Regions from separate parts of the Ovis aries genome. Here region 1 is linked to region 2. Evidence: chromatin contacts called from public Hi-C data. All regions are on one chromosome and are shown on one strand. The core of a region is the stretch at or near the end of the contact, and the rest is flanking DNA. Distances in the headings are between cores, read along the strand shown. Region 1 overlaps HS2ST1 (heparan sulfate 2-O-sulfotransferase 1). Region 2 has its middle 56 kb from the start of SELENOF.

Region 1 (6,030 bases), core at 1,446-3,945, 210 kb before region 2:
CCTTTTAATCAGTCTTCTGATTAGTACTTACTGTGGCACAAACTCTAGGGGGAGGCACATAGTGCTTGGATACTGTACAAAGGCCTATACTTTATTAACTTTTCTGGAAAGAGTTATGACAGGAATACCTTGATCCTATGCTTCCCCCAAAACATGGAAAATTAGAGTTATTTAGGTCCAGTTTCAGGCAAATCACTATAAAGAAAAATCACTTAAAAAAAAAGTCTTTTCATAACTCAATTGTAAAGCTAAAACAAGGTAGTCAGAGGGGAAGTGTGTCTTGGCTGAGAAGCAGACACTTCAGGTTATGAATAAGTGAGTAACGGCTTCTTTGCTTTCTCTGTTCTCAGTCAATGATGTGGTAGGTCATAATTCGACTGGCTTCTAGGTTAAAACTTGGAACTCTCCTGAAATAGTGTTATTTGATTGCACATGAAGCAGAAATATAATGATAAATAAGTTTAAAGGGCATTACCTAAATTTATCTGCCTTAAATTTCTAAAGTTAATCTGACAATCATCAATTCATGAACACTAGAGGGCAGTAAAACACTAGAAGGCATATTTACATTCCATATCTAAAGCGGCAAGCACAAGCCAGTGCTCTTCTAGAAACCAAAATCACAAGTATTTAATAACTTTATCTCTTCTTAGGTTGCTAAAGTACAAAGCATTCTTTCGTGTATAATTTTGGGTATAACTTACTTTGCAAAATCCAAATAAGAAATGTGCCCATGATAAAACCCTGGTTTCATCTCTTTCCAGGAAGTTATATTCTTTACAAAGCGCACCTAAAAAAGGAGAACATACTCATTACTTAAGTACAATTTAAAGAAAATAAAATTTTGTGATAGCAAAATGCTTTTCATTTAGGCATTTAAAGCTGATCACACCACTTTGACAATTATGGAGTTTGAAATACAGGCTTCAACTAAGAAAAGCATAGTGTGACCTGTAATTACTAATGCATCATAGAGAAGCTACTGTCACCACTCTTAGAAAAGAGTGAAAGAGGATCTTGAAAACAAAATTGCACAATGCAACCATTTACAATACTGTACAGTGAGTACATTTATATGGTGGGGGGGAGGGTATACAAACACACAAGCTGAAGCAGGTAGCAATTCAATATGGGGATAGTCTATGCAAATCTCTTCTTCCTAGAGACTCGTTATTCATAAAAATTCACATTTCTAATGACTAACAAATAAAACAAATATCAACTAATCCTAAAACCAAATGAGTGAAGAAAAGATGAGTATCAGAAGACTTTAAACCACTAAGAGCAGATATCATATGGTTGAGCAGATATCATCAACTTGTTGATAAAAAAGCTAAAAGATAAATTTTAAAAAATATCTAAATATTACTATTTTAATCTACTAGAATTAAAAGTATACAAAATATTAGTTAATACAACAGTTTAAGTATAAATATTAAAGTTTCAAGAACTGGTTAATACAGAACTTGATAAACCAACTACAAAACAGAATTATAAGAATTATGATACATAATTCTTCAAAGAAAAATAATATAAATTTCTGATAATCAAATCTCTGCAGGATCAACAGCAAGTGGTTAAGAATCTCTTCTGGAGACTAGAGACAGTGTGGGGATGGCTGGGGGTGGCGGCCCACCACCCTCTGCAGGGAAAGCCCCTGTAAGCTGCGACCTCAGCCCCTGACACAGAACTGTCAATCACCTACTTCTGACAATTCATCAGTCCTTCACTTACACTTTATAACAGTTAGTTACATGGTGATATTCTGGAGCACTTCTTACCAGGTTAGTCAATAAATTAATAGCCATGAATGATGGCTCCTGGATAAGGCCCACTGGTAGGAACAGAGTAGGGAAACTGCAGAAGCAGCCTTATGTCAGAGGATGTGAACTAAGGCAAGATGGAAGATTCTGGAAGGAGGATTTATAACTCAATTTATAACTCAAATACTAACAATGGAGTTAGAAACAATGGAGTTTTTGGAGGGGAAATGAAAAGAACCTTATGTTATTATTTTACACATACACATTATTAAAATCTGAAAATTGGATGTAGATAACAAAATTATGTTGTATTAGAGAGTACACAATTATATTATTTCAGCAGATATTTACAAATTGTCCCCACCAAAACGAATGAGCCAAATAAACATGTGACTTGAGATTTCAGGTTCTTTCCTATTTGTTCTTCAAGATATCAAACAGAATAAAAATATCAAATGGCAAATGAAAAAGAAACAGAAAATAAAATACTACTTAATCCATAAACTGAATCCTTAAAAAAGTTTACATGTTGAATATGAAAAACCCTTATAATTTCTACTTAATGGTGAATTATATAAGCTTTTGGTTCTGTGAAAATAATTTTCAGTATTTCAGTCCCAAATGAGGAAGAAATACAAGACAAAGAGACTAGGAATGGGAGATGGTGGTTCAAGGGTGCTTAAGATACTTACAGCTGAGCTCTTCAGAAGCTGAGATTTAAATGGATGTGATGGTATAAGAGGGAAATGAAAGGGAATGACAGATTGAAACCTAAGAAAACACTGTTATATAAGCCAAATGTTAGAGGATCATAGTACACTGGGATGAAAGACACGTATAAACTTCAAGTATCCTTTTTCCCTCCACCCTTCCAAAGGATGGTCAAGATCAAACTAAATTCTCCTGAAGACACACTCCATCTGCTGCGTGCTCTGTAATGTGAGGTGAAAAGCCCTGAAGCTGGATGAGACCTGGACTGCTACCGGGCTTCCCAAACTCAGTGTGCAAATGAATCACCTGCATTTTACCACCTCTTGTTAAAATGCAGACTCTGACTCCGCAGGTCTGGAGTGGGGTCCAAGATTCTGCACTTCTAAAAAGTTTCCACAGCATGGCCAGGTCAGCAGGTGACACTGAGGAGCAAGCCTTTAGCATGTGTGGACCCAGGACCCAGCTCTTGGTTTTATCAACATGAAGCTCGTTCTGTACTGCCTGCAAAGGAGGCCTGAGGTCTATAGAGGCTCTTTAACAAGGATATACTCTCTCAGCTATTGCTTTCATGATATGGAAAAAAAAAAAGTATGCTGAACTAAAACAGTGGTATAAATGTTATCACATATACAGATCATACACACACACACACACACACACACACACACACACACACACACAAGCTACCACAACATATAAAACAGGATGCCCCCGCCTACTCAGTCTCCTCCATCTGCCCACACAGTGATGCCTGAAGCACTCTGGAACCAAAGCATTCCAAGGAACACAGAAAGTAATAAAATAAATAAAAGGGCTGTGCCTCCATTGGACTCAGGGTACTCTGGTGAAGGCAGAACAGAACAAGGCAAGAGGCATCCACTGCTGTCACCGATCTCAAACTTTCCTGTTTGCAGAATCAGCACTTTAGAGGTAGAAGGGGCCTCGATATTTTGTACTCTTTATGTTACAGAAACTGAAGTCCAAGAACCACATAGCTCCGATTTTGGGTCCAATCATCCTATCAGAGAAGGCAATGGCACCCCACTCCAATACTCTTGCCTGGAAAATCCCATGGACGGAGGAGCCTGGTGTGCTGCAGTCCATGGAGTCGCCGAGAGTTGGACACGACTCAGTGACTTCACTTTCATTTTTCACTTTCATGCATGGAGAAGGAAATGGCAACCCACTCCAGTGTTCTTGCCTGGAGAATCCCAGGGATGGCAGAGCCTGGTGGGCTGCTGTCTATGGGGTCGCACAGAGTCGGACACGACTGAAGCGACTTAGCAGCAGCAGCAGCAGCGGCAGCATCCTTCTATACCACTGGCTAATTTCTTTAATCTATTATTGTCCAATTTAAACAAGGTTGGAGAGGTCTGGGGACTAGAAGACTTGAAAGAGAAGCAGACAGATATCTTTGACATCATAATACTGATCAACAGACTAGGACACTGAGAATTTCAGGTTCTGTCCAATGCTCAGGAAATCCCTGAGATCCAGACAGTCAAATCTCCAAGATCTCAAAGCTCTGTTGATATATCTCTCTCAACTGTATATCTTCCTGCTTACATTCATTATAATCTCAACTTCCAATCTACTCTGTGCACTATCTCTTGTACTGAATAACCATTTTTTGACAATGGCCACTGACTTAGTCTTGCCTTTTTATTGTCCTGGGTAACCTCAAGGGTTGCTGAACAATGCTGGTCAAAACTAAGAGACCCAGGCTAAATGTAGGACTTTGAATCTTATTATACCAAATACATTCTGAGGCATATTCAGGTACATTACTAAATTCTCTACAGTCTTTTTTTTTTTTTTAATTTTTTAATTTTTTGGCCGTGTTGCATAGCATGTGGGATCTTAGTTCCTAACCAGAGATCGAACCCATGCCCCCTGCATTGGGAGCACAGACCATCTGGGAATTCCCTACACTCTACTATTGCTAGTCTCCAAACACACAGAATCTTCCTCTAATCTCCAACTAAGAGAATACTGAAAGCTACAAACTTAATATATATGTGAATGTATTTTTTTCTTTCATCTAATCAACATTTAACTAAGGCAATCTGTTAAAATCTCATTAATAAAGCTGTGGCTGATTTGCAATAAATTCAAAGATGCTGAGCTGAGATTTACCTTCCCTTCAGAGGGAAGCAAAAAGTGCTAAGTAAACAAATACTGTCAATAAGGTTAAAGTGGTAGTTCACACTAATCTGGAGAAAAGTCTGAGCATTTATAAGTGTCATTTATATATGACTGAAATTCTACACCATCCTAATCTCCTTTTCAAAAGTAATCTCCCAGGACATAAAAACCTAATTAATGCCCTCTGAAGAACATACTTTTTAAAAGTTTTCCTTTCAAAGTATTAATTTAGCCACATTTAATTTTTATCCTCTGAGTTCTCCAGAATTTTCCCTGCCTCTCATCGGTCATATTTGCTTACGCCCTTTCATCAGTCTAGCTGCAGGCCCTGCCCTGTCACTTTCTGTGTTCTCGTCTCTTCTCTTCCACTTGCCTTTCAGTTTTTCTTCTGGTTTTCCTCTACAGTGGTGCATTCTGCCCAAGACTGTGAGATAAAGCTCTGGGATAGACAGGAGGAGATAGTAAGGGGAGATGTAGATAGATAGATAGTAAGGGGGGACGTAGATCAGGTGGGCAAGCTTCTACTCAGTTCATTTTATGGAGTCTTACTGACTACGATACTTGGCACTAATGAAAGATAAAGAGAGGGGGCAAAAAGGAGCTAAACTAATAGTGTCAAATGAGGCTGAATCTGAAAACGCTGAAAACTCTTGGGGAAAAGAAATAAAGTCACCATAGCAAGTTTATTCAAAGAGATTTTCCATACTCTGACTGCAAAAGGCTAGCAAGAAGGTGTTCCAGAAATAGTAGTTAGATAACAACACAGGAAAAAGAGATGTTTTATGGCTAGCCTGGAGCAAATTTTAAACTGTGATTTTTGTCAGATTTTATAACTCTTAAGCAGAGTTAGGCTAGCAAGTAATCAGAAGAGGCCTTTAGGGAAAACACAAGCAATGTAGGGAGTGGTGTTGTGATTTATTTGCTAGTTGAACCAGAATTGAACCAGTGCAATAGGAAAAGCTGAGAAAGCACCCTCTCACTAACACTATATCTAGACTTATATTCTTAATAAGAGTAATCTCAACATTATGATTAAATGTGATCACAAAAGAACTTGTTTTCACTATCTAAAAGTAGGAATGTCATCCTGAACATCCTGGTCAAATTCCAACTTTGTAATTACTACCTATTGAGTGAACATTACTATTAACTTGGGTAATTATATATACCAAACTCCTACTCATGCACATACTTAAAATAAACATTCACTGTACAGCCGTGGGTAGTTTTATGAGACTAAATTGGAGAGGAAGTTTTCTATACAAAGAGAAAAAATGAGTAATAATTGGATACCATATAAGAAAGGTTCAGCAGCAAAAGAACATAGTAAACTATCTGTACTAAAGCTCAGAACTGTGTTGTTCAATCCTACTACTATCAATCAGAGGTACTCCTTCTGCCAGGATTTACC
Region 2 (5,969 bases), core at 935-3,434:
TGTTGAAAGTGACAGAGTTTTATCCAGAATTTAACTGTAAAGTCTCTTTCCACTGGATTTGAAATTAAGAGGATGTAGAGACAGGAGCTGCTGCAACCAGCTCGTGACCATGAGGGCAGAGCTTGACTAAGAATGAAGCCAGCACAGCTGAAAGGCATCCCGAAGGTAGAAAGATAAAACCTCGTTTCTGATCAATTCACTCCTGAAGCTGAAACAATCTGTGAGTAATCCATTAGCCAGTTAATTACGACATCAATGAATTCCCTTTATCTCTTAAGCCAGTTTAAACTAGAATTCCTACCTCTACTTAAAAACATAAGGGTTAAGACTAGGAAGATAGTTTGAATCCAGGACAAAGGATGTTGAATAGCAAGTCTTGAACTAGATTTCACAGGAAAAATTTTTGACAAGGATTGACGTAATTCTTCAATTTCCCTTTAGGCTGTACAAAGCGGTTTTACATAAACTATCTTACTGAATCTTCAGTTTTCCAATGTCATACATATTATCTTCCATGAGGAAATTGAGTACCAGAAAGTCTAAATGACTTGCTTTACAATCGTGCAGCTCATGAAAGAGCAAAGTGTCAGTTTTGGATCTTTCAATTCTGAATCCTGCTGCTAAGATCTCCTGCATCGCAGGTGGATTCTTTACTGTCTGAGACACCAGGGGAGCCCAAAGCTGCTTCAGCAACATGCAAAAGAAAAAACAAAAGCAAAGCAAGCAAACAAAAAGCACCTGAATCTGAAGACTTGAAGGATCCTTACCTCCAAGATACCTTTCTGATTTCATGACCTGTCAGTGTTGGAATTCACATTTGGACAGAATGAGGTGCTGCTGGTATAGATCTCTTCTGATCCTTGGAATCATCTAGAGTGTTGCCATGCAAAGAAGATGGGCTTCAAGTACATAAAGCTTGACTGCTCCTTATCACTATGGCCACTGAGGAATTCATTTAATATTTCTTCATGCATTGGAGAAGGAAATGGCAACCCATTCCAGTGCTCTTGCCTGGAGAATCCCAGGGACGGCGGAACCTGGTGGGCTGTCGTCCATGAGGTCGCACAGAGTCGGACACGACTAAAGCAACTTAGCAGCAGCAGCATTTGTAAAACAGTGGTGACAATTGCTACCTCGTTTGGGTCAATATGAAAATTGAACAGGTAAAGTGTCTGTTACAATAGGCATCTGTAAAAGTTAGGTCTCTTTATTATGGAAGGTAGTAGAAGCAGGTTTTTGAATCAGTCTTGGTTTTAAATTTTCACTCTTTTCCTAACTAGCTCTATGCACCCACCTGTAGAGTTGGTTCTTTCTTTCTCTTTTTCAATCTGTTGGGTTTTTAAAATATTTATTTATGTGGCTGCACTGGATCTTACTTGCATCATGTGGGATCTTTCGTTGCGGCACATGGACTCCTGATCAGTAGTTGTGGCACTCCAGCTTAGTTGCTCCTCGGCATGTGGGATCTTAGTTCCCTGACCAGGGATTGAACCCTGATCCCCTGTGTTGCAAGGTGGATTCTTAACCACTGGACCACCACGGAAGTCCCTAGAGTTGGTTCTTGAAGGACAGGTCTGTCCTTACCTCTGCTGAATCCACAGTGGCCCTAGAAGGCAGTCAGTAAATGTTTAAATGACAAGTTTCCTAAGCTTTAAATTTAAACAATTGAGATAAAATATATAGTACAAGTATAGTATAAGAAATCAGGATATAGCATGAAACAGTCCAATCCCTGGCCCATAGTAAGTGTTCAGAAAATCATAATTGAGCTGATTTCTATTGAATACTTACTTGTACCAGTCCCTGCTCTAAACACCAAAGATATTCATACAATTCTCAAATCTCCATCCCTGTTTTACAGATAAAAATCAAAGCTTCATTTTTATTATTATCTAAATACTTAATGTCACTTTAGGCCCCATGACTTGTGAGTCCAACTCTTTCCTTTTAAGGTTTGGGACCCTCAAGGAGTCTGATTCAGGGTCTGTTAAATTATGGCTTCTCTCTTTCCTTTTTTGCCTTGTTAGAATGAAATAAAGCCTTCTTTCTTTAAAGAACACAATGAAGACTTTCTTTTGATTTTCCTCCTCTTTCTCCCATTATTTCCAGAGTGAGGTTGGCCTGCCTGAGGTTTTGTCTGGCAGGAGCCCTTTAATTCAGAGAAGGCCAACAACTCACTGAGCCGGCAGGCCTTTGCCCTCAGCTGGCTGACAGTGAAGCCGCAGTTGGACCTCCCAGCTGGGGTTGTCTTGCATTCTTTCCCCGAAATTGCATGCTGCCATCTGCTGGCCAAATCTAGTCATCACACCCATGTTTTCAAGGTTTCCAAATGAGGCTGCGGTGCATGGGGTCGCTGGGAGTCGGACACGACTTCCCTTTCACTTTTCACTTTCATGCATTGGAGAAGGAAATGGCAACCCACTCCAGTGTCCTTGCCTGGAGAATCCCAGGGACGGGGGAGCCTGGTGGGCTGCAGTCCATGGGGTCGCAGAGTCAGACATGACTGAAGCGACTTAGCCCCAGCAGCAGCAGCAAATGAGGCTCCAACTGTCTCTCACAACTGCTTCCCAAAACACCTTCAGGGGCTACCCCAGAGGTGAATTTAGCAGACAGACCAACGTGACAAGTCTGTGGACCTTGGTTCAAAGCTAAGGTGCTCAGGCAAAGATTGTTGGTGGCTGATTTCCACTCAGGAAGGTAGAAGTGAGTTTCCATTTCACTGTCCTGGTGAAACCCCTCCACTAACTCTCCTCCTATCCTACAAGTATGCCATCTTGTCCAGAGCCACATGTTTTATACCCATCTCCATCTCCCACCAACCTGACACTGTTTCATCCATGAGACCTGAATTACCATAACAATCCTTTACAGGAACGTTTGGTGAAACAGCCACACTCAGAAAAGTCTTCTATATCCTTCTCCCAGGTCTCCCAGAGACCCCGTTCAAGTTTTCCCAGTTGTCTCAGAGGTTCCTCTGCAACAATGGACTTAATCCAAAGACAGGTGCTGTTCCTCATGCCGTGTTCTCTTGGTATCTTTCAATCTGGAACATTCCTCACTTTTTGACTTTTATAACCTTGGCATCTGTTGGGGTGCAGTCCCTGGCCTACAATCCTTGTAGTTGCCCAGACTCAAGACCAAAGAAAGAGCCCAGAGACAGTGACAGGGACATCAGTGGCTTTTTGGATAAGGGATCTTACGTGTCCAAAGCGAAGGGTCCTGGAGCAATATCCCACCATGGTCAGCAGACAGCAGGCAGGGCATGGCAGCAATCTCTGCTTCTTGGGGGAGAAGGGGACTACGATTTATAGGTGAATTGACGTCAGGTTGGTTCATCTGTTATGAGGGGAAACCAGCAGCTAGCGCAGGGGGCAAGCCTGTAACCAGTTACTGATTAAGCCCTGTAATTAAGAGGCTAGATAGTCATGTGAGTGAAGCAGGAACTGGCAGAGCAGGAAATGAGCAGAGAGCAAGAGAACAGTCGTCTCGAGTGACCTGACCATGCTTTCCACCCCTACATCTCCTTGCCGTCTTGGTCTGCCCCTTTTCCATGCTATCCCTGGGCTCAGGTATGTAGAGGTGCACTGCAACCCAGACACCACAAATGCAGTCCAGAGACAGACAGCTAGAGAGTAAAAAGATGGGCAAACTTTGGAGCCAGGTGCTTGTTGGGTCAATTTTTTTCATGGAAGTCCAGAGGAGGATAACAAGGGTGTCTTACTGACCGCACAAACTCATTTCACAGTGATGCCACTGTTATCCCTGAATCCTCAAATCCTAGTCAAGCCTCTGATCAGACTAGGGATGAAATGGAGACATTTAACAGGCACAATACAGGGAAGATTGTAACCATTAGCCAGACTTCAAGCAGTAACAGCATTCTAGGTCATACCACCCCTGCCCATGGGCTTTGTCCAGCAGCACCGTCCTGCCTGTCCACCCTCAGTGCCCACAGCCAGGGCTGAATCCAGGAGAGGTGGCTTAACAACAGACCACAGTACAGTGGTGCCTGTCTCCAGTAGGGGCCGGGATTAGCTACCTTTGGAGTCTCAGACGGGCCAGGTAGAAGATAGGTGAAACGTGTTAAGTCTCTTTCTAATCCTATTCCTCATGAAGAAGCAAACCCAAATCAATGGGGACTTACCTGCCAGCCCCAGGGCCTTTCTGTGGTGTGTTCCCCTCAGTGTAGACCCTGTGGCCAGGGTAAAAGTGATTTGTTGCCCTGACCCACAGTTGGCAGTGGTCCTTCGGTGGGCAGCAGTTGAAGTTGGATGGCATGGGCTGGTTGCCTCTGGGTTAACACTGCGCAGGCACTGGGACAATTGCTCCTGGTGTGTGTCCATGTGTTGGGGGCCTCACTGTTCTTGAAGTAGCCCCTTCATCCTTCCCATTAGTCTGGGAGCAGCAGGGTGGTGAGGCAGGTGGAAACACTAGTATATGACTTTTTATCAGCCCATCCCCGATGGGAATGGCCTTCATGGCCGGCAAACTGGGATCCTTGGTCACTGTCAATACCGATGGGTGCCGTGTGTGTCATGCACAGCTGTTAACACTAGAGCCTGAACACTGCTTCTTCTGGTTGCTTGATGGCTCGGGTGCGCCTGTTGTGACATCTTCCGCCTGTTGGAAGGCACTGTAGGATGCAAGCCGCAACTGTTCCATCACACTGCAACCTTCCACAGCTGAGGACAGAAGTCCAAGGGCACTCTGTTATTTCTCTGTTACCATAGTTACCACAGGCCCCAAGCAAACGCTTCCAGGTAACTGTGTGTGTGCTTAGGCGCTCAGTCGTGCCCGACTCTTTGTGACTCCACGGACTGTAGCCCAACAAGCTCCTCTGCTCATGTCATTCTTCAGGTAAGAATGTTGAAGTGGGTTGCCATTTTCTTCCCGAGCCAGGGATCAAACCACTGGTTTCCTACATTTCAGGCAGATTCTTTACCGTCTGAGCCACCAAGTAACTGGCCACGTCCAATTTGCAAGCCTGTCCCTGAGTTAACATCCCTAAAGCCTGAGTCTGTAACTGTTTAGGAGTGGTGGGTATCCTTGTATTTTGTAGATAATCCAAGTCCTTTCATTTTGTCTGTATTCACCAGCCACACTCATGCCGTCAGATGAGCCGTGAGCATGGTTTAAATTGGAAAGAGACGAAGGTTTATAGAGTATCATTAATATAACGGAAGAGGAAAACATCTCTCCTGGTGTTCAACGCCAACAGGCCCCACAGGCTAGTGGACAATCACCTCAGGGTGACCTGCACAACTTTCTGTTTCTTGTCCTTATTTCCTGACTTCTCAGCCCCCACGGGAGTTTCCTTGGCCTCTTGACTGGCTCACCAATTGCCAAATTGCACCCGCAGGCCTGCAAGTCTTGTAGCTGCCCAGCTTCAAGACCAAAGATAGAGCCCAGAGACAGTGACAGAGACATCTGTGGTTTAATAGATGGGGGACCTAACATGCCTGAAGCAAAGTCCTGGGGTGAAACCCCATCGTGTGTGGCAGAAAACAGTCAGGACGTGACAGCCATCTGTGCTACCTGGGAGGAAAGGAGGCTACTATTTATAGGGGGAACTGACATCAAGTCGACCCATAAGTTTCCAGGGAGTCCAGTGGCTGACGCACCTGCTTCATAGCCCCTCAAGTTAACAACCATCACAAGGGGCAGCGGTTTCCCTTTAGTAAACAAGCAGGTGGAGCTGTTCTGGCCGCAGGAGCAAGGGGCAAGCATGTTCGTGTGAGTAGAGTGTAGGTGAAACAGGGACTAGTCGAGCAGGGAAAGTACAGAGAGCAAGAGAACAGCCATCTGGACCGGCTTGACCATACAGCATTTTAAAAAAGTGAAATCTACATTCATTTTGTAGAACGTCCCTCAGTTTGGGTTGTCTGATGCTGTCTCATGATAAAACCCAGCTTATGCATTTTGAGCCAAAATAGAGCACATGCTGTTTTTTCATTGTCTCATATCTGACG

What was found. A called contact is a pair of places that touch in the nucleus more often than the background predicts.
Region 1: a Hi-C map of hypothalamus shows a contact between it and region 2, with 7 times the contacts expected there. The contact joins two enhancer-like sites. A contact is called at or near these places in 11 of 16 Hi-C or Micro-C datasets (blood, hypothalamus, liver and 6 more).

Annotation. Positions count from the first base shown.
Region 1 is chr1:64,164,661-64,170,690 of ARS-UI_Ramb_v3.0, reverse strand. It overlaps HS2ST1 (heparan sulfate 2-O-sulfotransferase 1), which reads right to left. Exons shown (of 7, transcript XM_012175327.5): 3 at 705-790. Among named protein-coding and RNA genes, the nearest start is that of HS2ST1, 160 kb to the right of the region's middle. Within about 2 kb of position 2,695, at least 3 of the 54 cell types and tissues checked have an H3K27ac peak or open chromatin away from gene starts, as enhancers often do. A contact at or near this core is called in hypothalamus, where this site is marked.
Region 2 is chr1:63,949,251-63,955,219 of ARS-UI_Ramb_v3.0, reverse strand. No RefSeq gene overlaps it. Among named protein-coding and RNA genes, the nearest start is that of SELENOF, 56 kb to the left of the region's middle. Within about 2 kb of position 2,184, at least 9 of the 54 cell types and tissues checked have an H3K27ac peak or open chromatin away from gene starts, as enhancers often do. A contact at or near this core is called in hypothalamus, where this site is marked.